Regions from separate parts of the Rattus norvegicus genome. Here region 2 is linked to region 1. Evidence: chromatin contacts called from public Hi-C data. All regions are on one chromosome and are shown on one strand. The core of a region is the stretch at or near the end of the contact, and the rest is flanking DNA. Distances in the headings are between cores, read along the strand shown. Region 1 holds the start of Plekhg3 (pleckstrin homology and RhoGEF domain containing G3). Region 2 overlaps Sptb (spectrin, beta, erythrocytic).

Evidence for each region. A called contact is a pair of places that touch in the nucleus more often than the background predicts.
Region 2: a Hi-C map of frontal cortex shows a contact between it and region 1, with 1.9 times the contacts expected there. The contact joins the enhancer-like site here to the promoter of Plekhg3 in region 1. A contact is called at or near these places in 2 of 12 Hi-C or Micro-C datasets (frontal cortex and mammary epithelial cells).

Annotation. Positions count from the first base shown.
Region 1 is chr6:100,993,762-101,000,327 of GRCr8, reverse strand. It overlaps Plekhg3 (pleckstrin homology and RhoGEF domain containing G3), which reads right to left and starts at 1,363. Exons shown (of 19, transcript XM_017594466.3): 1 at 748-1,363.
Region 2 is chr6:101,055,766-101,062,861 of GRCr8, reverse strand. It overlaps Sptb (spectrin, beta, erythrocytic), which reads left to right. Exons shown (of 32, transcript NM_212522.1): 30 at 109-305; 31 at 534-583; 32 at 1,029-1,407. The coding sequence ends at 1,173. Among named protein-coding and RNA genes, the nearest start is that of Plekhg3, 60 kb to the right of the region's middle. Within about 2 kb of position 4,836, at least 31 of the 93 cell types and tissues checked have an H3K27ac peak or open chromatin away from gene starts, as enhancers often do.

The DNA.
Region 1 (6,566 bases), core at 114-2,613:
CCAAGAGTTTAGTGACTCTAGGTGATACTCTAACACAACTTTTAGCACCACCTCTCAAAGCCGCTTTTCTCCACCCTCCAACCACCACGCCGCTTGCTCTGTTTTTTTTTTTTTTTCCTCCCCTTTGTTTTCAAAAGTAGCTCCAGAATAAAACGTTGCCACGAAGGAGCATCTTGAACAAGTGAAGCTTGCAAGCCTTTTGGCTTCCCAAATCGAAGAACTGAGAGAGGGGTGCAAATGGCCAAACCAGATGGAGGGGAGGGGAGGCTGTTAGGAGCAGCATGAAGGGGTTCTAAGTTTGCAGCTTCTGTACACTCGGCTTCTGACACCCACTCTAATCCGCCTGGACAGGCAGCTGAGATTCCCAGAAGCACGGTGTGGCATCAACCCGGAACAGGCTGAGTGCCTGCGCACTCCAGGGCTGGCGGGACCAGAGGCGAGTCCTTCTAGAAGGGACCACAGACTCAGGCAAGCACGAGCTCACGGGCGTCAGTAAACACAAGAGGTGGCGGGAACGTCGAGAGCTGCCCGGATTTCAAACTCTGTAAAGCTTATGCTGCTTTGGTTTCCGGGGTGGGGATAAAAAATGACTCCCCTTACGACCTTCCCGCGCGCTCCAACCTCCTCTGAGTGCGTCCGAAGCAGCCCAGGGCCAGTTCCTCATCCCACAGAGGGCTAGCCTGGGGTCCCCGCAGAGCGCCGCCACTCAGCCAAACGAGCACGGGCAAAGGGAGAGGAGACACTCACCAAGCCGTGGCCGCCCCGCCGGCTCGCGACGCGCCAGGCGCGCGGGGCTGCCCAGGTGGCGCGGCGAAGCGGGTTGGAATTTGAAAGTCGCTCTCGGAAGCCGCAGTAGCCGCCGGCTGCTCCCGCCCACGGCTGGCCGCCCCGGGGTCCCAGCCTCCGCCCGCTGCGAGCACCCAAACTCCGGGGGACCCCCGGAATGCGCACGGTTCCCCAGCACACGGCAGGAAGTTGCGGCCGAACCAGGTCCAGGCTGCGGCGGGAGGAGGGAAGGAGGGAGCAAGCCAGGGAGGGGCGGACCAGGAATGTTTCCAGTGGGTGGAGACTGCGCTCGCGGCTGAGATCCAGCAATTGGCGGCTCTGGGGGGACCGGGGAACCTTCGCGGCGGAGCGAGCAGGCTGGGTCTCGGGTTGTAGGCAGCAGCCGCCGTGGCTAATGATTAACCCGCGTGGCCCGGCGTGTGGGTCCCTTGCCACCTGGAACTCTAGGATCCCAAGACGCACGTGGATGGTTACTCTAGTGTCACCGCCCTGATCTCACGCCGAGAGGGCAGTCAAAACCTCTAGACTGGGTTCCTTCCGACTAGAGAGGACTCCGAGCCCAGACCCCTAGACTTCCCGGGAGAAGCACTGGTCTAGATAGCAAGGACGTCCTAGTCCTGCTGGAACAGGTCACCACGACCGCTGAGTCAGAAAGGCACGTCTCGAATTCCTCACCGAAACTAGGGCTCGGTGGCTCTTTACAGTTGTAAAATCTTACCTTCTAACGAGAAAGAGATAAGCGCATAACTTGGGGCGGGGTGGGGCGCTCAGCGGGACTGTTGGTGAGAAAAACAGATTGAGGAACCTGAAAGGCTGTGGACCCCATTTTGGCTATCAACAAAAGGCATGCACTGGGAAATTAGGAGATGAGAAAATTGGGGGGTGGGAGGGAAGTGGTGTATCACAAGAACTTAGACTACAGACAAATTAAGATTTGGTTTGGCTTTTTTTTTTTTTTTCTTGGAAGCAGGATTTCAATTAGCTGAGACTGGCGGGGGTCGGGGGAGGGCGCTGTGATCTTGAGCGTAATGATTCTTCAGCCTCTATCTCCCGAATGTTGGGATTACTGATGTGCACCACCTCGTCCTAATCATTGTTTTTATTTTTTTGATTTGAGACAGGCCCACACTTTGTAGCCCAAGTTAGCCCAGAACTCTGGGTGATCCTCCGGAATGCTGGAATTATAGGTGTGCGCGCTACTACACCTCACTAAGCCTAAATCTTTCGTTGGTAAAGATCTGAGGGGAAGTAGTGGTAGATGTTGTCAGAAGAAGTAGTAAAAATCCTAAATGGCTTATAAAATCCCCTCCTCCACCAGTACCCTTTAAAAAAAAAAAAAAAAAAAAAGCTGCTCCGAGGAAAAACAAGCACCTAGTGATTTACGGGAGGGGCGGGGCAGAGCGGAGAGGAAATGGCTTTCAGGTGACTTTGAAACGGGATCCCTGGGAAGGGTAAAGATTAAAGCAGTCCTTGCTCCTGACTGCGGGAGACGTCTCTCCTGGAGGGCCAAAAAATAAGGCCCACATAACTTAGTCCGCAGGTAAGGCCTGAAGAGCGGCAGGCCGGAGGACAGCACCGGTGAGAACTGAGATTACCGGGAAGAGACGGGAGAGATAAAACTACTGGGTGGGATGAGCAGGAGATAAGTCCCACTCCTTCCCACCTTTACTTTCTGGGTTTCTGGTTTCTTCTTTAATCTGTTAAATCTTAACAGTTCTTTCCTACTGATCTTAAACTCTCAACTTCCAAAGATATCCCCCCCGAAGCCCCACCCCGAGACTTAAACTTTTGAATGCACACCTCACTCCTTAGCCAGGAAAGAGAAAAAAAAAAAAAAAAAAAAAAGAAGAAGAAGATGTGGATGATAGTTTAGGGAATGGCTACCAAGTGCATGGCACGTTATAACCACTTAGGCAGGAATACACTTAACTCCACTTTGTAGGAAGAATACTGAGGATCTGGGGATGGAGCAGTCTGGCCAAGATCCATCACCTCAAGGTGTAGTCTGAGGGGGCGACACTGGAGTGTTTACTGTGTCAGCCTTTGAGAGTTTTACAAGAACAGTTGTGGTTACAGAAGGAGAAACTGAGGTTTGGTCATACAGCTGGTGGGTGGTAGCCCTGGGAGTCTACTCACAGGGAAAACTACACTTAGCCAGCCAGCTTTCTCCACTTCCTTCTAGACACTTATGTTAGAGTCCATCCTGAACGTGATTCCAAAGTTGTTTCTAATTGCTTTAATTCATGTGCCCGTTTCCTGAAAAGATTGTAATCTCACTGTGAAGAACTTGATAGGAAGCATTCGATGAGGCAGTGCTGAAGCCAGATGAAACAACCGAGGGTTTCTGAAAAGTCAGATCCTGCCTCCAAGAGTCAGTGTCTGGACCAGGGTCTCAAGCTGCTGCCCCCTCTCACCTTGGAGCCTTTCTGCCTTCCCACCAGTTCTTGCTTCAGCGAGCGGCCTCACCCTGCTATTAAATCATTTATTATTATAATAACACCCTGAGTCTCAGTAATGCCTTTAATCTGAGGTCTCAGAGTGTCTAACAAATACAAATTAATTCATCTTCACAGCCCCTCCACTTGGAAGGGAGAATGGAGGTGTTCTCCCTAGTTTATGGGGGAGAAAACCAAACAACCAGAGTCAAGATGACTCACGGGAACCAACGCAGGGTTTCTCATGCCTTCCCTCCTGAAAGCCTGCTACCAACCCTTGCATGAAAGTTTCAAATCCCAGACACCAAGGCCATTGAGTTTTCACAATAAAGGACATTTCCAAATTGTCATTTCAGCTGCTCTATTGTGAACTTCAGGAAAGGGAGGGATGTAAACTCAGAAGATAGATCCCCTGGGGCTGTATTCCTGGCTTTGAGTAGGAGCCTTGGCTTGTTGCTGCCGACCGGACCTCATTCCCAAACATGGAAGAAATCCTTCTCAAAGGAGACCCTGTTACACTCTGAAATCTCTGTACTTTCAGGGTTGCAAGTTTTGTTTTAGCAGAACCTAGCGTGAACAGGGCTCTGAGTTTGAAGCCCAGCACCACAAAAAAACAAGCAAGAAAGTGTGTCACACACAACAAAAGGAAATAAACTTCACAGTATCAAACTTTTCTGTATTAAAAGAGCGACTCTCTAGGGCTTGCAGCTCTGTGGTGGGTTGCTTCTGTAACATGTATGAGGTTCTGTAACTAGGACTGAAAAAAAATTTGCCAGGCATGTTAGTCCTGGCAGTCAGGACCACATAATGACCTAGGGTATAAGATAGAGACTTTGTCTTTAAAAAAAGGAAAGGGGTTGGGGATTTAGCTCAGTGGTAGAGCGCTTGCCTAGCAAGTGCAAGGCCCTGGGTTCAGTCCCCAGCTCCGGAAAAAAAAGAAAAAAAAAAAAAAAAAGGAAAGAAGCCAGGTATGCTAATGTGTACATACATTTTTTTTTCTTTTTTTCGGAGCTGGGGACCGAACCCAGGGCCTTGCGGTTGCTAGGCAAGCGCTCCATTAAACCCAGCACTCCAGAGGCAGAAACAAACTGATGATCTCTTGAGGTCACGGCCAGCCTGGTCTACATAGTGAGTTCCAGGATAGCCTAGACTACATAGTAAGACTGGGGGGCAGTAGGGGGTGGGGAGAATGGGAGAAATGTACTGTAACACACACACACACACACACACACACACACACACACACACACAAGCTCTACAATAAAAAGACAACCCATCTTTAAATGTGTAAAGGATCTAAATAGACATCTCCTCAAGAAGCTATATAAATGGACACCAAACACAAACCTACAGCTTTATCAGAGGATATGCAAATAAAAACCACAAGAACCCCGCTGCATCTGAAGCCTGTAACAGGCAGCATGTGACCATGAGTGTTCATAAGGACTGGGAGAAACTGCAACCCTCTCACACAGGTGCTGTGCCTGCTTTGCAGAACAGTCTGGCCATTCTTCAAAGATTAAGCATAGATTTGCCTTATGACCCACAATTCCAGTCCCAGGAATGTACCTGGGAGAAATGAGCACACCTGTCCACACACCACTGTGGACATTAACACTCAGAGCCTCGAGTTGTTCGTAGCAGACCCACAATAGAAACTCAAATAGCCATCCACTGCTGATAGAGAGAATGCCACGCATAGAACGACGTCTCCATTCACAGGTGAGCTTGAAAGCCTACTGCTGAGAAATCAATCACAAAGAACTGAATATTCTATAACTCCATTTATACGAACTGTCCAGAATGGGGTTGGAGGAAGGAGGAAGAGCTGCTATCCAGTTCAGAACTCTAAAATACAGTGACAACTGCACTGGTTATTCTTAACTGCTGAGTTCGGGTTTTGTGTTGGAAATTATACCCATGCTAAACATGGGTTCTCTCACTGAGTTACACAATAGCCAGACTGTACATTTTAACTACAGTTTAAACAGATGGCTCAGGCTGGGTTTTGACAGGGAAGGAAGTGTTTTGTTCTTACCATTGTTTATTTGTGCTGGGACTTGAACCCATAGACTCATGTCTACTAGGCAAGTATTCTACTGAGCTACATGCCTGGCCCTTTTGCTTTGTTTATTTTTTATTTTGAGATAGTCTTATTAACTTGCCCAGGCCACTCTTGCACTTACTTTATAGCTCTCAGACAAGCCGTGGGGCGGTGATCCTCCTGCCTCAACTCTCTGAGTACCTGGTATTACAGACCTATGACGCCAGACCCAGCTCCACTCTGCTCTGGAAATTCTGGGCTTAAATAATGCTCTTGCTTCCAGCATCTTTTATGAGTAGCTGCCTCAGTCTGCGTATTAGTCAGGGTTCTCTAGAGTAACAGTTTATGGAATGGATCTCATAAAGAGAAAGAGGGTTATTAGAATGACTTACAGGCTTCCGTAAACCGAAAGTCCAAATATCCAGTAGTTGTTCAGTCCACAGGCTGGATATGTCAGCTGGATCTGCAGTATACGCTGGAATCCCGAAGAAGGAGGCTCTAACGCCAGTGAAGAAATGGACTTGCCAGCAAGAGCGAGGGCGCACAGGCAAAGAGCAAGCTTCCTTCCATGCCCTCCTACAGGGTTCCATCAGAAGCCGGATTAGATAATCCTTCCCCAGGTCAAAACACCTGGATTAAAGGCTTGTCTTCCTACTTCAAAGATCCAGATTAGAAGAGGGTCTTCTTACTTCAAATTAAGCAAATGTCACTCCCAGGTGTCTCCTCCATTTTTGGAGTTTGGTTATAGCCAAGTTGACAGCCAAGACTAGTTAACAGTTTCCCTAGTGAGTGGTGAGACCAAAAGCGTACACCACCACCTTCATCTGAATTGTGCCTTTTGATCAGTAAAGCGAGGACAAAAGAGATGCCTCAGTGGTTGAGAGTGTTGGCTCCTCTTCCTAGAGGACCTAAATTTGATTCCCAGCATCCACATGGCAGGTCATAACCACCTGTAACTCCAGTTCCGGGGGATCTGATGTCCTCTTCCGGCCTCTATGGTCACCAGGCATACATGTGTTACCCAAGCATTCATGTAAGCACAGCACCCATACACATAAAATAAATACCATCAGGATTATTATTATTATTGTAAAACTTTATGATATATGAGTTTGAGACTAGTTGGGGCTATTGAGAGAGACCATGTCTCAAACAAACAAACCAACCAAACTCTGTCACTGTATCAGCATCTTTTTTTTTTTCAAGACTGAGGAATGACTCAGCTTAACTGGAGCTGGAGTTACAAATGATTGTAAGGCACCATGTGGGTGCTGAGAATCGAACCCAGGCCTCAGCAAGAA
Region 2 (7,096 bases), core at 3,587-6,086, 59 kb before region 1:
TCGGCAGAAACACACAGCGGAACAAGGCACCCATATAGTTGAGGGATACCTGGATGCTGACTGGCCCTTGGGCCTTGTGGGTGGGTTCGTGGCTTGTTCTCGTGGCAGTGCTGGAGGTGTGCCAGTTCTCGAGGGACGCTTCTGTGGCCGAGGCATGGCTGATTGCCCAGGAGCCCTACCTGGCCAGCCGGGACTTTGGACATACGGTGGACAGCGTGGAAAAGCTCATCAAGAGGCATGAGGCTTTTGAGAAGTCCACAGCCAGCTGGGCAGAGCGCTTTGCTGCCCTGGAGAAGCCCACCACGGTAAGCTGAGGCCGTCTGGGGGACAGGAGGGCCGCAGCTATTGGAATGGTGTGGTGCTAACTCTCACGTCATGTTCTCAGGCTGGTAAGAGGGTGGACGGGTACAGGAGACACTAAAGACAGATGATGTGACTCAAACATTTGGTGTATTACGGTACAGGGCCAAGCTTAGGTCATCTGAGAGTTAGCTCCTCTATGTGGCTCTGACTCCTGACCTTTTCCTCCCCAGCTTGAGCTTAAGGAACGCCAGACTCCAGACAGACCCACAGAGGAACCTGGGTGAGTGTCAGCCCTGCGTCCCATGTACAAGGAGCCAAGCATGTTGTAAAGGGTGATTGGGGAGGAGGGAAAGGAAGCCGCTAATCAACACCTGTCGTGTGAACAAAAGAACCTTTGGCCTCTCCTGGGTGCCCTGTCAGCACAACCCAGAATGTACAGAGCTCTGTTGCAGCAGACACAGAAGCCTGAAGCCCAATACAGGAAGGAAGGGTTAGCTAACAGTGCCTGTTGCTAAGTCAACCTTTCCCTTCGGAACTCCCAGACGCTGCCCTTAGACTGCCTCATATGGAATTCATCCATTTCTGACGTGTCTGAGCATCTCTGGGATGGAGAGCCAACGATTATGTCCTGTGCATGTTCTGTGCTCCCAGTGGGTGGAAAGCCAGGAAGAGCCAGGCCTTGCAGAGAGGCACCTGTCACTAAAGAGAGATTGTGTCTCCTTTAGGCCTCAAGAGGAGGAAGGCGAGACAGCTGGCGAGGCTCCCCAGGTCCACCATGCGGCCACGGAGAGAACATCCCCGGTCAGTTTTATGTCCCGCTTGTCTAGCTCCTGGGAGTCACTGCTGCCAGAGCCTGCTCACCCCTTCTAGGATCAGCCAGGGCAGAAGGAAGGCGAGGACAGAAGAGGGCAGGGCATGCTTCCTGGTCCCTACCCTCATCCTGCCCACAGGCCACTCTAGGAGCCTCCTTCAGATTCATCTACTTTTCTACTTAGATTTTAATTCTTAAATAATTCCGCTCCTTCCAACCCAGAAGCCAGCCCACCAACATGATTCTGCAAGTTTGGTTTTCTCTAGTTTAATAAATTTTATGGGATAGATACATCACCATCAGCACAGGGGAAACACTTTACTCAGAGTTGGTTCCATTGGGTACACGGTCTCTCTTCCCACTACCCTCACACCTCGTCCTTAGCACAGTGCCCTCTCCTTATACATGCTGGCACGTATATTTCCACATGCACCTGAACCGACAGACTGCCTCATGCTGCCCAAGCCACCCACAGACACCTCATGCAGCAAAGTGTAGATTTCCACCGTCCCTTTATGGCTGTTGTTCATAGAGTTTGACTATAGAGATGGTTCTAAGGCAAGATTAGACGTGAGGGTGAAGGAGATCCCCCCAAGCTTTTAGTACTGTGAGGAAGCCCCCAGTTTATAGACTAGAACAGCAAACCTTATCTGAGGGGTTTAAAGAAAAAGCCTCTAGAGACCTGGGACGTACAGCCATGGGGCCGTACCTGGAGCAGGGTCCTTTTGGGTCCCGAGAGTCTGTTCAGGGAGCCTGGACAGCTGTGACTCAGATTGGGGACAGCCGGTGAGAAGAACTCGGTCTGCATGTGGTTCGCACCACTGCATGAATCCCTGTGGCGTATGGCTTTGAGTATCAGAAGCAGCAGATAACTTCATGTACTCCCTCTGTCTCAGAGCCCAGGTGAGTGGAGCAACCTGAGTAGGGATTTAGGACTAGCATCCTTGGTGGGAATTTATGCTACATCAGCTACCCCAAGAAAGATGCACACCCCTCCCTGTGCAGAATCCGTGCACACGCACACGCACACACGCGCGCGCACACACACACACACACACACACACACACATATACACGTTTCTTTGGAGCCGTTTTTTTTTTTTTTCTGAGCTGTACCGACCCGTCATGCTCAGCAGAGGGCACTGTTGGGCTCTGCTGGAAGACCTTTCTCAGAAGATCCTGCTGCCGTACCCATCCTGTCTGTGGTAGACTGTCTTCCAGCTCCCTTTCCCCAGCACCAACTCCCCTGAGCCCGTCCCTAACCCCACTCCCACCAGAGGGAGAGAGAACTCCAGGGCCTATGGACTGTGAACAGGGCTGGAGCTGTCCCTGCCTCCTGCCTCCACCTGCGCTTCTGCCCTGCATCCCTGTGTGTCTGCATGCCGTGGTGTCCCCGGTGTGCGGGCTTCATGACCACCTGAGCATCTCGACACCATTGTCTGTCGTGTACGTGTACGTTTGTGCAAATGGAACTACATGCGCCCCTGAGCCACCTCCATCCAACACTTGAATACCAACTGGGTTGGGAGGAATAAAATTTGCTTAAATCCGAGTGTTTCTCTGGGGGAGGAGTGAGCCCCTAGGGGAGATCCTTGCTGAGCAGCCAGCCATTCACCAGATTGGAAAAGCAGCCCCTGTCTGTACCAGAAAGCAACCAGATGGCTAATCAAATGAACACCAGGCCCAGGGCCTCCTGGAGACAACCTTCTTCCTGCTGCAGCTTCTTCCCAAGCCTTAAAGATGCAGGGGGGAGGACGTAACTCCAAATCACCTTTGATGTGAGAAAGAGGATGGAGCCCATGCAGACAGAAAGCCCAACCTCGTTTTGGAGAGGTCCTCCTAAGCTCACTGCAGCCCCCTTTGACTGCCCTTGACAGCCTCTTCCCATCTCAGGAAGGTTCAGTTGTCTGCTGCGCCTTCTCATGGATTGGCCGGGGTGCTGTGGCTCTCCTGTCTGTGCAGTCTGGTGTCGGGTCCTGTAGTATATACACATGCCACATCGCTTCTTGTAAAAGCTCTTACTAATGCATGTCGCTTCCTGCTGGAGTTACGAATGGGAGTGGACCAAGCACCCTTACCCTGCCTGCATAGTGCATCCCACAGGCAGCACCCTGTGGGCCTTGATCCAACCTTCCCCTTCCCGTGTGTGCACATGCAATGACTGAGCTGCCAAACCATCACTGTGCACTGCCACTACTGCCCCTGCCTCTGCATGTTAGAGGGCATTCCGGTAAAAATCAGTCACTTCCCACAGGTAAGTGTGAGGCCAAGCCAGAGAGACAAGGCATCACAAGAAGCAACACTCGGAATGAAGTCGGAGTGTTTGGGGTCTGGTCTCTGGTTCTGTTTAACTTGTGTGGCTTTGGAACCTCCCCATCCCATCCCCAAGTCTCTTCTCTTGCCTTATAAAGGTCTTTCCGTAGGGTTACAGAAAGTCCACATTCCCATGTGTCAGTGATGCAGCCTTTCAAGGGAAAAGCTGGGGGAAATGACTTTCCTGTTTTCCTCCCATCTGCTCCTAACTCTGAGACCCCCAGCAAATACTGTGAAGCAGGATGGGGAAGGAGAGGTGACAGCCTAGGGCATTTGGCCATGTCCCTGTTTGAGGGAAGAGCTGAGGTTCAAACCTGCATAGTGCCAGCAGTGGAGCCCTGAGGGGTCCTGATTGTTTCTTTGTGCCTTCAGCCAGAGTGTAACTCAAGAGGACGTTCTGACAAGGGGCCGGCACCCTCTCTGCCGTATGTGCCTTCCCTTCCCCTGGGAAAGGGTCTCTGGGCTCCCCTAAGTGTTCTTCATCGCCCAGGCCTTGCTGACTCAGACTCTCCAGTGTCTTATTTGAGGGAAGGTGTTTTCTCCTAGGAGGGAGGAGCGTGAGCTCTCATGGTGTTAAAGAGTGCGAGTTCCCTCCAAGCTCAAGACCTCTTCCTACACACCGCTGTTTCAGGGTCCCTGCAGGGGTGCTGGGATTACAGGAGTGACACCCCTTTATGACATGGATGCTGGCTGGGGGTTGGAGGGCACTGTAACAAGAAACAATCTCAGTTTGGAACCAACATACCCTTCCTGACTCCAGGTCCCCAGGCTAGACCTGGTGTGCAGTGTAGGGGGACCCTGGGAACAAGGCCACTCCAAACAGTATCCAAGTGGGTGTTCTTCATGGTCAACCTTGAGCAGGAACAGTCTTACTCAGGATGGTTCACAGACACTGCATTTTAAGTGTGACCTTCCATGAATGGCCACACAGCCGACTTCCCTTGAGACAGGCTGAGCGTCAGAGTAGGGCTGTGGGGTGATCTGAATCTTGCTGGTCTTCCTTCCTGTCTCAGAGGCTTTGGGAGAACAGCCAGCACTTGTGAGTGAGGGGCAATACCCCAGGGACTGTGCAGGCACTGGGATCGGGGTCTATGGCCACCTTTGTGGCAAGGCCTTGCTAGCTCCAGCCAGTTGCCCCCAGCAGCCCAGAGCTTTACTCAGCAGCCAGCAGCTGGCAGTAGGGCTCTGACGTTGGCGGATGCTGTGGGTGGGGGGCAGCAGCTGTGTTTCTTCTTGCCTGAAGAGCCTTCCCAGTCCTTGCCCCTCCCCACCCATGAAGAGCAGCTTTTTCAGACATTTTGCCTCAAATGCAAATCCTTTGTTCCAAATGGGCAGTCTCAGCCCAGAACAGACGTCAGCTTTGCCCCAAACTTGGGCGTGTTTCTGTCTCCCCAGGATGCCTGAGTCAGCGTGGCAAGGGTGTGTCCGCCTGCAGTCTGGCACTGCGCCCTGGCTCCCTGGAGAAACCTGCTCTCTTTCTGGACATTACCCACAGCAGGGTGTGCCCAGCTCTCTCTTCCCTATGCCAGATGCTAATGTCTGGTCCTTCTGCTGTAAAATCTCCCCCAAGTTCCTTGTTTCAAGCTGTATGTCCTCCTGTTCCCCGATACTGATGGACTCAGCATGAGACTCAGCTCGCTAACATTTGGAAGGACCTCAGAAGTGGATGGGGAACCGGTGGCCAAGATCCAGGTCACCAAGAAACCCAGCCGCCACCAGCTCCTCTAAAGTCAGCACACAGGTCATGCACATTGAAAACCACTCTGAAGACACCTCCCTCGCTCTCCTCTGGGGACAGTGGACCAGATCTCCCGTGTCCAAGAGAAACCTACAAACTGATTCCCCACTTCCTTTTGCTTTGTTCTGGGGCCTGTACCATCCTCCCTCCATCTCACCCAAGTGCCCCAGTAGACATATCAGATGACAGCTGGCCATTGGGGTGTAGAATTGAGCCTCTTTACTTCCAAACCCCACTTCTGGGAGCCCCTCACCATCTCTTGGCCTGCCATCTGCAGGGCTGCTTGCCATCTGCCACAGTTTGCCTTTCCTTCCCCACCCCCACACTTCTGGTTCAGCACAGCCTCTCCTTTCTCCTTTGGGGTCTCTGTCTACCCCAAGTCTTCATGTGTCCCTATCTTTGGCTGCTTTTCAACTCGGCAAACCGAGTCTTTTTCTTCTCTTGAGAACAGCTGTCTTCAAGCAGCCTTTACAAACTGTCTAGACATCCCTTCTTTCTCAGAGCCCAGGAGCCAAGACATCAGACACTGGGGAGAATAAACATCCTGAACTGGCTCTGCTCACCCGGCTCTCACCTGGTACTGTTCGGTTGCCTAAGGCATCTAGCACTGTGTCTTTTGTGGTGCAAACCCCATTTCCAGCTCCTTCCAGTGTAGCTTGGATGTGATTGCACCACCTTAACGAGTTGGCCACATGCCTTATGTAAGCTGGCACATCTTTAGACTGAGAACCTCATCGGGTGATATTTTCTTCAGGAGCCATGGTACTTCTATACACACACAAACACACCTAGACTGAATAGAAAGAGCATTGTGTTTGGAGCTAGGCAGACCTATTTCCCACCTTTGTTAGATATGTGACTGTGGGCAGGTTTCTTGTTCCCCCTAGTCTGTACAACAGGCTGAAAGGCTTGCAAGACAGAATGTGTGTAGAGAACTTGGCACTTAGCACATGGTCATTTAGATACCGTCATCCTCACCCGGACCCTTCATCTTTTAGAAGAACCTTCCCCCATGTAGACCCTAACATTACCAAGGTTGTAGACACTGACCAGCCTGGAGACCTCCATCCTTGACACTCCCTCTATGTCTGTTCTAGGCTAGTGTTCCAGAACTTATGTCACTGCTAATGTGGAGCAGTCTATTCTGAGGTCCACCCATGCCCCCTGGCTCTCACCAACATTAACAGTAGAGAAAACTCTGTCAGCAGGGTCCTTTTGCTTACGGGTACATCTTAATTCACTGAGCATCACTGTGGTCCTGAGTCAGGATATTTTGGCCTGTGGAATTAATGGTCTGTCTGCAGTCCCCCACACCACCTGCTGGCGGATCCTGGAAATGCATTTTTTCTTTTTCTTTTTCTTTTCTTTTTTTTTTTTTATAAATTTATTTTTTAAGATTTTATTTTATTGTATGAGTACACTGTAGCTGCCTTCAGACACACCAGAAGAGGGCATCAGATCTCATTACAGATGGTTGTGAGCCACCATGTGGTTGCTGGGATTTGAACTCAGGACCTCAGAAAGAGCAGTCAATGCTCTTAACCACTGAGCCACCTCTCCAGCCCCCCCCCCTTTTTTATATTTTTTATTTGCATTTCAAATGTCATCCCCTTTCCTGGTTTTCCATCAATAAACCCCCTATCCCATCTCCCCTCCCTCTTCTTCTATGAGGGTGTTCACCCACCCCTTCCCGCCTCCCTACCCTGACATTTCCCTACACGGGGTGGGGGTGGGGTGTCCAACCTTGGCAGGACCAAGGGCTTCTCCTCCCATTGGTGCCCAACAAGGCCATCCTCTGCTACATATGCAGCTGGAGGCCTGGGTCAGTCCATGTGTACTCTTTGGTAGTTTAGTCCCTGGGAGCTCTGGTTGGTGGCTATTGTTCTTATGGGGTTGCAAACCCCTTCAGCTCCTACAATCCTTTCTCTAAC